2 separate regions of the Mus musculus genome follow, and region 1 is linked to region 2. The links are chromatin contacts, called in public promoter capture Hi-C maps. All regions are on one chromosome and are shown on one strand. Each heading gives the region's core, a stretch centred on a gene start, on an enhancer-like site or on the middle of the called end of the contact. The rest is flanking DNA. Distances are from core to core; before and after follow the strand shown. Region 1 holds the start of Gpatch2 (G patch domain containing 2). Region 2 holds the start of 1700023G09Rik (a long non-coding RNA gene).

The links. Promoter capture Hi-C pulls out the DNA fragments that hold promoters and counts their contacts.
Region 1: a contact with region 2 is called in a promoter capture Hi-C map of trophoblast stem cells, with 3 times the contacts expected there. The contact joins the promoter of Gpatch2 here to the promoter of 1700023G09Rik in region 2. A contact is called at or near these places in 4 of 39 promoter capture datasets (cranial neural crest, hippocampal neurons, liver and 1 more).

Annotation. Positions count from the first base shown.
Region 1 is chr1:187,212,758-187,218,549 of GRCm38.p6, reverse strand. Gpatch2 (G patch domain containing 2) reads right to left here and starts at 3,039. Exons shown (of 10, transcript NM_026367.4): 1 at 2,874-3,039. The coding sequence starts at 2,926. Spata17 (spermatogenesis associated 17) reads left to right here and starts at 3,104. Exons shown (of 10, transcript NM_028848.3): 1 at 3,104-3,380. The coding sequence starts at 3,265.
Region 2 is chr1:186,922,677-186,928,298 of GRCm38.p6, reverse strand. It overlaps 1700023G09Rik (a long non-coding RNA gene), which reads right to left and starts at 1,681. Exons shown (of 4, transcript XR_865834.3): 1 at 1,222-1,681. All of the region lies in intron 1 of Gm39732 (a long non-coding RNA gene), which reads left to right.

The DNA of each region.
Region 1 (5,792 bases), core at 1,790-4,289, 290 kb before region 2:
ATATGTATAACCAGATGACAAGAACATGTAGGACATGCAAACCAAAGAGAGAATGTGATATTACTGAAATCTTCAGAAAATAAGGATTTTAACTTTTCTGCTATGTGAATAAGACAGACTAATAGTTTACATAAAGATGAAAATGAAAGCAAATTAGCAAAGCTTAAAAGTCTCCAGCTTGACACACGACGGATGCTAAGAAGCTCCCCACAAGTATTTGCGCCAAATTATACTGTCTACTGCTTTGATCTTTAACTGAAGGAATATGTAGAATCAAGCAAAGCTAACAGTATAGGAGACTGAGTTCCAGACCCTAACCAATCAGAAAACAAACAAACCCCAGCTACTCAAGACAAGCAGTTTTTATTATTCCAGATGTAAAAAAAAAAAAAAATCAAGAATGAAATTGCAGAGGCAAAGGTCCAGATCGCATTTCAATGGCTTTTTATTGTTGTTAAAACAAAACACAGTTAAAAATGGGGGGGGGCTATCTAGGAAATTACAGGCTAGTCTACAAATCTGGGTGTCTGTTTTCTAATTCATAGATGTCTAGAGATACAACCTTAGTCAGACAGAACTTGAGTACATTAGGGCGATGGGGAATTTAAGTACACTAGGATCATACTGCAGATCGCTTAGAGTAGTTATTTAAATTATCTTCGCCTCTGCTGTCACCTTATCTAGGCCATAAAAAATGTATGGTGCCAATCACTGAGGATTTACATAAGATGGCATACACAGATAGAACCAAGGCCAGTTAACTACTTAGTGGTAGCAACAGCCAATAGCATGGGGATTTCACAACCTGGATAAAAGAATCGTGAAAGGCATTTCAAAGAATGAAACAAAAAAACTGTATTAAGAAATATCAAAGCCTGGGCAAGGCAGCACGTGCCTGTAGTTCCTGTACTGGGGAGGCTGAGACAGGACAACTTCTAGGAGGAAATCAGCCTGGGCTATAGAGCAAAATTCAGCCTCAGAAAGGGAAAGAGAGCCAAGAGGAAAGGGAGATTGCTGGTGAAGAAGGGAAGGCAGGAGGGGAAGACAACAGTGGACTGGCATGCACACTAACTAGAAAAGAAAGGTCCTGGTTTTGTGTAACACGCTTCTTCGGACAGTTAAGACTCATTTTAAGGTGGCCAGTGGTGGCACACACCTTTGATCCCAGCACTTGGGAGGCTGAGGCAGGCAGATTTCTGAGTTCAAGGGCAGCTTGTTCTACAGAATGAGTTCCAGGACAGCCAGAGCTACACAGAGAAACCCTGTCTCAAAAAAAACCAAAGAGAGAGAGAGAGAGAGAGAGAGAGAGACTGACTCATTTTAAGACTTTCTTTCAAAAGCACCAGCTGATAGGTGCTAATGATATTCTGGTCTCACTCATTACAAAAGATGAGTTGTTTAGCAAGTAAAAACACTACTGCAAGTAACTCCAGTTTAGAGTAATAGCGCGTCAAGTAATAGCCAGTAATACACAGCGCTATCTATGCATGATAGGAGACAGAAAGCACAATGAAGAATAAATGGGGTCACCGGTTGGTTTGTGTGTTTATGTCAACTAGCACACAAATGACTTCCTTTCTATTAGGACCAGACCAATCTACTGAACACTTCCGTTCCTTACCAGGCTCTGAACATTGAAGCATTAAGTACACTTTAGAGGAAACACCAGGATGTAGGGAAGTTCCTTTATCTTGTTTTCTGTGGTGGTTCCTACCACATGTACAACTGCCAAAGCTAAGAAAAACTAGTGCATTGTGACCTGCGTCTCTTGTTCCAAGCTGAGTGCAACAATTACAATTGCTCATTTAAAAAGCTTCTCCTGGGCTGGTGAGATGGCTCAGTGGGTTAGAGCACCCGACTGCTCTTCCGAAGGTCCAGAGTTCAAATCCCAGCAACCACATGGTGGCTCACAACCATCCGTAACAAGATCTGACTCCCTCTTCTGGTATCCCTGAAGACAGCTACAATGTACTTACATATAATAAATAAATAAATCTTTAAAAAAATAAAAATAAAAATAAAAAAAAAAAATAAAAAGCTTCTCCTAGTATTCTAACTGAAAATCGTGAGAACTTAAAAGCTACAAGAAAAACAACACTGGTTAGAAATGGTCTCTAGAGAGGAACCAAATAAGCCATCTGACCTAAGATATTCTTTTAACTTTTCAGTTATCGGTGATGCTAAACAATCAGACATCACAGCCCACTGGCAGGAACTTTAAAAATCACAGTTCTTGACTTACTGGTCAGATTTTTATGTTTCAAGATGGACCGCAAGACATCTACTTTCTTGTTACACTAACGTTTCTCTGAAAAGCGTTGGAACAAACGGGGGGTGGGGGTGGGGGTGGAGGTTGGGCGACCAGGGTTTTCAACTAGAAAATCCAAAACTGAGCTATCATCTCTGGTACTCAGGGGCACAGGACAACTTTGCCTCTTAAATTTTCTGTACCTGCGAGTCTCCTACAGCAGGGATGTCATTAAAGATCAAGTGTGATTTGCGAAAGCAGTTTGGAAACTTACAGCAGTGGACCAGGGTACCCTAAAGACAAATTCCAACCTGGGGCTACTGGAAAACGCCCCTTTCCCATAAACTAGGACAGAGCCTCCAGGGCGGTGGAAAACTTCTAGGCTTTACACGAACCGAGCTGCGCAGGGAGTACAAGAGCCTGGTGTCTCTGCTACTAAGAAACTTCTGGGACTGGGAATTTCTGTGATCTTGTCAACCACGGAATCTAGTACAATGTGGCCGGTTTGGCAGGGACAACGGGAACGCGGCCTGAAGAAACTTGGTGCACGGCCGTCTCTGACCCGGAGCCCCGCGAGCTGCTCGCCGGCTCGCTCGCCCCGTTCCCAACCGCCCGCCGGGCTCACCAGCTCTTCCCGGCGGCGGTTCCGATCGCTGGGCGCCCGTCGGCCCCAAACATCAACGACACCCGGGAGCGCGGCCTCGAGGCTCAGGCCCGAGGACCGACTCCAACTCCCGCAGCCCCGGCCAATTCCACACAGGACTTCAGCATTTTGAGAGCAACTTCCGGAAGCCGGCTGGAGGCGGAAACCGGAAACCGGAAGCGACCATTCGCTCACCTTAGCCTACCCTGACCCTTCCCATCAGCAGCTCGAAATTCCAGGAGAAAGGGGCGAGTCGACTCAAGTCTGGTCTCACGTGTACAAATCCGATTTCTCTGTCCAGTTGCTTGAAACTGAAACAGAGTGAAAGGAAAGGCCGATAAGTCGGAAGTGACCTTGGTTCAGCCCAGTTGCCATGGAGACTAATAGTAACAATTTTGGTGAACTCCAGGAGTTGAAGGACATGGCTACTTTAGCCAAGCTGCTGGCGCGGGCACCCTTTCTAGAAAGTCAGTACTACTTTAGGAACCGGTGAGTAGTGAAGAGAGGGGTCTCAGAAGATGTTTACTGTTAACAAATTACTTAATTCAGGAAATAATTCTAAATTCTTCTTCTCCCCATGGGGATTCAAACATGATCAGAAGTTTATATATATATATATATATAATCAATCACAAGTGGATTATATATACATTGACAAGTCATTAATAAGTTAATATTCTCTAAGGAAGATCCCAGAATAGAGAATTATTAAGGGCCGCCCTAAATGAAGTAAACCCCGACTGGGGAAACAGGCAGGAGGATGACTGTGAGTCCAGTCCAGCCTGGGCAACACAGAAAATTCAAGGCTGCCCTGGGCAACATTTGGGAGTCTTCCTCAAAATACTGTTTTGTTTTGTGGGGCTTTTTTTTTTTCGACATTTTAAAATAATCACTGAGAAATTTGGTTTGGTGAAACCTATTTTATACAATGTAGGTCTAGTGGCCTAATTAACGTTAACCAGGCTTACCCAGGTAGTTCCATGAATTCAGAATATCAATGTCCAAATGGGAATTTGAGCTTCACTTAATCTCACAAACATCACAGAATTCAATTCATCTGTGATTCATTTGTCCAAGTGAAGTTTCTATACCATTGTGACAAGATAATTGGTACAGTAAATGGGCAAGAGCTAAGGCAGCATTCTCACCCCCCACACCTAAACTTCCTCTCCATGAAAAGGGGACATTGAAACTAGAAGCAATGGCCCAGTGGTTTTCAAAACTTAGAAGGAATCACAAAAAGTACATTACAAAAAGTGTGATAAATTATAGCAGACCAGCAGTGACCAAGTCAGTGTGAGAAAGTCCTGATAAGCTATTCTTATCCTAACATACATCTCAACTATAGTTTTGCTATTTCATCGTGAACCTCTAGCAACTACAGTGATAATTCAATCTTGTAACTTTTGTGAGAAACTATGGATTTTCTTGCTAGAAGTAGGCCAATGTTGCTTTTTTTCTTGCCTCTTAGTTTAACCATTATTTCAGCCTGTACTGTCTTGCTTCCTGAAATGGAATAGCTACAACAGTTATTTAGTGAATAATCACATTACCGAAGCTTCCAATTAATCATCTTTAAATAAGCATAGCCATTGCGCAATGGAATTCTTATACTTAACATTCAGAGATCATATAGTATTCATTTAGAGTTATGTGGCAGGCTCCTGCTTGTTCATGACCTCAGTGTGCAGTGGGGACAAGTTGACTCCTTCATGCTATTGTGGAGCAGACATTGAGAACGGAATTGTGATGCGCTCGCTCTAAGTCAAAACTGAGCTGCTGGTTTCCCTTCTGCTAGCTGGCATCCAGAGGGCCCGAATGTGTTAGGTGGGCTGTTAAAGGAAATAGGTCACTCAGGGATCACACTCAGCTATAGAGCCTGTGTATTTAAATACTGCACTACCTGGGAAGAAGTGTCCCGAGCAGCAGTAGTGGTATAGATATTCTGATCTATAGTGCTACCCACAACAGGACTGATGGCTGCTGGGGTGTGGTCCTCCGCATCAGCCTTCAGTGTAATCCCTTTACACTGTTCTGAATGTGGCCCCATTATCTCCATCACTGGAAAAATTTGTTTCTGACTCATAACAGTTCCTAGAGTGATCTTAATTTAGTAAGTTGATGTGCCTTCAATTTGAACAATCATTGAAGTTCTAATAACATAAATTAATAGCAACTCACTTGTTAATTTGTTTCTTTGACTCTTAACTGTTTCTTGAATTTACTATTAAACCTTTACTTAATTTTATTTTAAAAATTCCTGAATTTTCTTTTATACTTTTACTTAATTTTGATGAAAAAATAATTTTCCCCTAGTAGACAGTGATGTTTTGTATAGAGGTAGAGACGCAGTTCAAATACTTTGTGTTACTTTAACTTTAGTGATAAACTCTTACATGTTTGCTCTAAACTGAACGCTCTAACTGTAAGCTTCATCATCTGTAAATGAAAAACGACAAAGCCTAGAGGTTTATTGGGAAGGGTAAATGATCAGGGTAACAACATTCAGTTGCATAATTATGACAAGAATTCACAGAAAAGTGAAGGATAAAGTACGTACCATCAAACCAGTACATTTTTAAAAGGTGGTTAGTAACTTCACTATATACTGCTGGTTATTGCTTTTCTTTGTAAATTTTAAATTTTCATTTATAAATTTGTCAAAAATCGTTATTGATTCATTTATAGTCTAGATACATATTTATGAAATACATGATTATAAATGTTCAACCCAACCATTTATATAGTTTAATGAGGTGCCTATGTAAAATTTATTCAGATAAAATGATTCAATATTTGCTCTAAACATTATCTTTTGAAAGTTGCTTTTTAGTAATTAATAACAAGGAATATATTTCTAAAGCTAAGTCAGTATCAGACATATTTATAACATAAAAGAGA
Region 2 (5,622 bases), core at 432-2,931:
TAGTTAAGCATGTACTAAAATTACATGCTTAAAATTATAATTACAAATCTTATTGTTATTAATATTATAATTTAGAAATTTTTTTATTTCTGGATTTCCAACCTCCAGTGGGATAGATTATGAGTTATAATTATATATAATTTTACTAAGTCTGAGACAGGAAGATCATTGCAAGTTCAAACCCAGTCTGGGCTATTCAGTGGGTTACAAGTTAGACTGGACTAGGTTGAAAACCTGTCCCAGAACAAAAGGGAGAGAGGGAAGAAGAAAGAGTAATAGATTTTTCTCCCTAACTCAGTGCAATTAAATGCATCTCTGAGAATAGCAAACAGATTCTGGAGTGACCCATTGGAGAGACAGGGAACATATCTTCAGTCCTGTGGACAATAGAAGCCACATACTTAAAATTCCAATTTAATTGTAGTCTTAATTAACCGGAATTTGAAATTTCACGAACGTTTTCTTTTTTTCCTTATTCTGAGACAGTGCTTTGTGTAGCCCAGGCTGGTTTCCAACTAGTCACGTAGCTATGGACAACCTTAAACCCAGGTCCTCAGGTACCAGCCTCCCTCTTAGGTGCTGGGATTCCAGGCATGTGATGTCATAATCAGTTTGCAGAGTTTAAAATTTCAAAGCTAGTTATCAGAGTAAAGTAATAGACTAACTAACCAGCATTCCTGGTTAGAACTAACCAGGTATAGTCATAGAAAATAGCCACCATTCCAGAGATTATTCTTTTCTTGCCAGGATCTAATGACTCCAGGGCTCTTCTCAGCTTCTGCCCCAGAGAAATAGCCTGGCAGCCGTATAAGCCAGTCACAAGCTTTCCTGATCTGAGTCCATCTGGTCTTATGCAAAAACCACCTCTGTTTCCTGGAATGGTGTAGTCCTGTTATTTTTTTCCCTATGTAATACCCCCCAATAAGATTTTAAGATGAGTTCCTCACAAAATTATGACTATTATATTAAATAAACAGGAATATCATTAAAACCTAAAGAAAGGGGCAGAAGTAATTTCAGTACCAGTCATTTCTTCTTAGTGAATGCTTTATCTAAACGGTCGTTGAACTCTCCTCCTCTCAAATCGAGCTCACTTAAAACTCTAATGTTGGATTTGCTCCCATACCAGGTAGATGCAGTCACTGCCAGCACCAGGCTGGGCTTCCTGCATTTACCCATCACTTCACAGACCACCTCACATCATCCTCACAGCCTTCACACCTCCAATCCCAAAGTCTCTCTCTGTGCTACAGCCGAACACCTTGGGAATTCTTTTGATCTGCATCTGTCTAATAATCTCATCTCCATGCGCAGAAAGCACTGGAAGTTTGCTGTCCGTCCTCCAGGTTAAGGTTGTCCGCTCTTCAAAGAAATTTAAGATCATCAAAGCCTCTTGGAGAGCAAAGCGCTCCACTGGTTTGAGTAAAACTGACATCACAATAGTTCACCAAAGAGCTGTGGGTCCTCCCACAGCAGTGTGCGCGTGATGAGCTCCGGGACCCCCTCAAGCCCCAGGGTTCCTTCCACACAGCTGCTGGAGGAATAACAGCCACCAACATCCCACAACATCAAGGCAACAGCAGCGCTGAAATGGAATGTACAGTTAAATAAAACCCAAACTCCAGATCCCTTCTCTGAAAGGGCCTAATTTCTTTCCCCTCTTGGAGTGGCTTTGAAACAGGGCTCGTTCTACAGGCAAGAAGAGTCTTTGTTCACTGATTGCTTGTGATGTAATTAGCTGATGGTCAGGCTCCTGCATATTTTGTGTGAACAGGACAACAATGTGTGTGTGTGTGTGTGTGTGTGTGTGTGTGTGTGTAAGAGGCTTAGCCAATCTGGAAATCTTTTGAATTTTAAGACACAATTAGTCTGAGTCATTACAATAGCAGCAGGAGAAAGCAGCAAGGCCAGCCACTTCGTTGTGAGTCAGGAATTTTTACCTCAGGAAATGAGAATGCTGCTCTTCTCTTCTCACTTGTAGCAGTGGGAAAAAGAGTCTGAATTGAGTGATTTTAGACCCAGAAAGCTGCTGTTTAGAATTCCCAGCTCTCCTTAAGCCAGGGTCTACAAGCTGAATGTTGGTTTCCAAGAGATTTTTAGTTGACTTTTTTTTTTTTCCTCTGTGACTTTGGATGTTATTTTGATGACAGATTATCAAAACACTAAAATCTATGTTAGAAACATCACTAGCAATGAGGAAAAATAAAAGGGGGAAATAGACCTTGGTCATGACTGTTAAACAGAGAGAATATTGAAAACCTCTTTTTTTTTTTTTTTTTTTTTGGAAGAAAACAAAAGGCCAAGCTGCATATGTTTACTAAGTTTGCTATGACATTAGAGTGACTTTTGAATTTCATGTTGACAGGAACTAAGCTGTTCAGTTACTGCCATCTTATGTCTCAGACTTCTCCGTGCATGGCCTCTGGTTTGTGCCTCTCAGATTTCTAGAGACCCAGAAGAGAGCTTTGAATATCTTGTGAGTTCATCCACAATGATTCCCCTCTCTCTCTCTCCCCCCACCCCCCCCACCCTGAGTGTGTGTGTGTGTGTGTGTGTGTGTGTGTGTGTGTAGGACAGTGGGTTTGATTAAGGAGAAGCACCCTCCCTGGCTTTCCCAGATCACATCCATCACGTTGATCAGCCCCCGAAAGGCAACATATTGTCTGGGACCGGGCCAAGGAGGGATATCAATTTCACAATTGCACTTACGTCGTTCAGCCAGGAACCGGTTTATTTTTGGCTAGTGCAGTCTGAGACCCACTTTGGAAGCTTCATTCACAGGTTCTCGCTTTCTGCCAGCTTCTTGGGAACTTTCTCTTTAGTCAAACAGAGGCGTCTCTTTGCAAAGCAAATTCGCCCCCTGTGTGCCAGTCTGGAACCAGACATCTTCCATAAGTCATGTTTTATATTTTAAGAGTTCTGAGAGTTTTTCCTCTTCTATTATTAATTCTTTTACAAAGAGAGATTTTTATCAAGGAAAAGGGATTCCTTTCAAACATAGATCTAAGAAAAAGCCATGGTGGGTAGCAATATTATTTGAGGAAAGTTTTTTAAAAGCAACAATTGTATCAAGAATTTGTGACATCAGCTAATAGCAACGACAGTGATAAAATATCATTTATGCTGTTAAGAAGCCAGCCCTATTGAGGCGCATGGCTTTTGCTGTCTGGCATCTAAGTGTCTAAATGTCTTTTTAAATGATTTTTTAATATTGTATGTTGAGAAGTAACAGAGTTACATATTGTGGTTCAGGTCCTTGTCAACATTTAACACAGATGGTTCACAGCACTCTGACCATGGTCACTACTTGTATGTTTTCCCCTTTAAAACACATAGCCCGTTAATTCATTTACTGTGCTAGTTTTTCTTACTGGACAATTTCTCACCCTTTGTAGTCACTGCTCTTGCCTGGAATTTTGCCTGATCAGGAAAAGTATGCTCACAAGGGAGAAAATTATGTGGATTATTAAAGCAACTATTTGAGGGAGGGAGGGAAGAAGGGAGGGAGGGAGGGAGAGAAAGAGAGAGAGAGATCTTTGGAATATCTCGAGTTTTAGTGAATTGTCACAAGTAACTCAAGTTTAGTGTGTCATTTGTGTTTTGTGAATTATATAACAAATTACAGAAATAAATTAAGTAACTTCCTAAAATATGCACCTGTTTCGTTCTAATAGTCGAAAAAATTTTAGTGTTAAACTTCAAATGCCAAATAATACTTTTTTTCTCAGAGTTACATTCTGATAGATAAGTGCTTAGTGGTGGCACTGATAGTAAATACGATTAAGTAACTATTTATTAAACAAATATTTGTGAGGCATATGTATCAGGCTTAATGGTGAGTGTGATACTATTCTTTCGGCTTTAAAATATCCTCCCGGGGTAGATTTAGTACTAGCTGCAAGCATGAAACGGAGCATTCTGTTTAAATCATCTTCCTCAGAGAGCCTAGGTCTCCCTCAGCCGGCGCCCAGGTTTGCTCATTTGAGCGAGGTTCCTTTTGCGTTGTTGGAATGAGGGGAAACTTCCTTACTGTTTTCTCAGCGTCCTGAAAGGATGCCAGCCAGTCACAGTGTGCCAGGAAAACCAGCCCAGCTTCTGTTCTGAGCACAGTATTGGGGTTATAATAAGCACCGGCTCCTTAGCATGTTGAAATGAGCTGACGTGTGCTAATGACCCCCAGCGAGAACTATCTCTGAAATGTACGGCTACATTCTTTAATTACCTGTAAATGGTTTCCTTGAATTATTTGAAAATGATTCCGTTTGGGTTTGGGGAATAAAATGACTCTCTCATAGCCTGTGTTTACAGTTTAAACATTATAAACAATCTTCTTTATTTTTAGCATAAGAACTACCTGGTTTCTTCCTTCCTTCTTTCCTTCCTTCCTTTCTTTCTTTCTTCCTTCCTTCCTTCCTTCCTTCCTTTCTTTCTTTCTTTCTTTCTTTCTTTCTTTCTTTCTTTCTTTCTTTCTTCCTTCCTTCCTTCCTTCCTTCCTTCCTTCCTTCCTTCCTTCCTTCCTTCCTTTCTTTCTTTCTTCCTTTCTTTCTTTCTTTCTTCCTCTCTTCTCTTGATGCAAAGTACGGCAAGATCTCATTTTAATTTCCACACTTGCTATTTCTCCAGAGAGGGCTTCTGCACTCAAGTTCATCTTAGAGGACAAAAATACTAATTAATACTTGTGAATCAATCAGTAGTTGTATAAAAATCTTTATTTTTTTTTAACTGTGTGCACTCCATGCATCTTTAAATATGGCTGTCACTCCATCTCGAGACAGAGGAAAGGTGAACGGTAGCTGTCTGAAATGTAGCACATTCGTGGAATGGTGAATCTTGACGGGGAAATACCAGCTGAATAGTGTTTAAAATTTAGAGTTTGGTAACACGTATTGTAGTTTTGATTGATTGTATTCCTAAGTGTTTGTTTCTCTCTAAATCATATCTTAAATCCCAGGATGGATTCTAACCTTAACGGTGATGGAGGAAAGCTATTACTCGCCTAAATGAATTTCACAACCCGAGATAATGTATCATTAATTTAACTGAGTTCCTTGACTTTCTTCGTCTTGATTTTCCCGTTAGATATCTACCACCTCCACACACCGCCAAGATCAGCGCTCACCGAACTAAGTCAGCAGTTCTGACGTCTTTATTTCAATGTCCTTTTCCGTACCTTCAGCAATGTTAATGTTACAAATTACAGGAGGGCATATTAATAGCCATACCCAAGAAGCAGAAAGAAAAGTGCATTTTTTTAAACTAAGTACTAACTTGGGATTTCCCCCGGCCCATTGTCAAGTCAGCCGAACCCACAGCTCCTCCATTGTGATGATAATGGATTCCGTGTTGTTGGCTCAAAGGTCGTGAGGTCACCGTAAGCTCCTTAATGGACTGTGAAATAACTGTAACTGCATTAACCTCTCTGGATCACATGGGTGGCACCAACAGCCACTCCTGAAATTCTCATTCGCTTATAGAGACAATACCATTAGATTATTATATTTTCCATTTGGAACAGCACTGGACTCAAAGCAATTATGCAGCTAAGCATTTCCATTAAGTGAATAGGACCTTAAAGAAGATTAACTAGACCATCTCTGACACTGGGTAGTGGGGGAGGGGCAG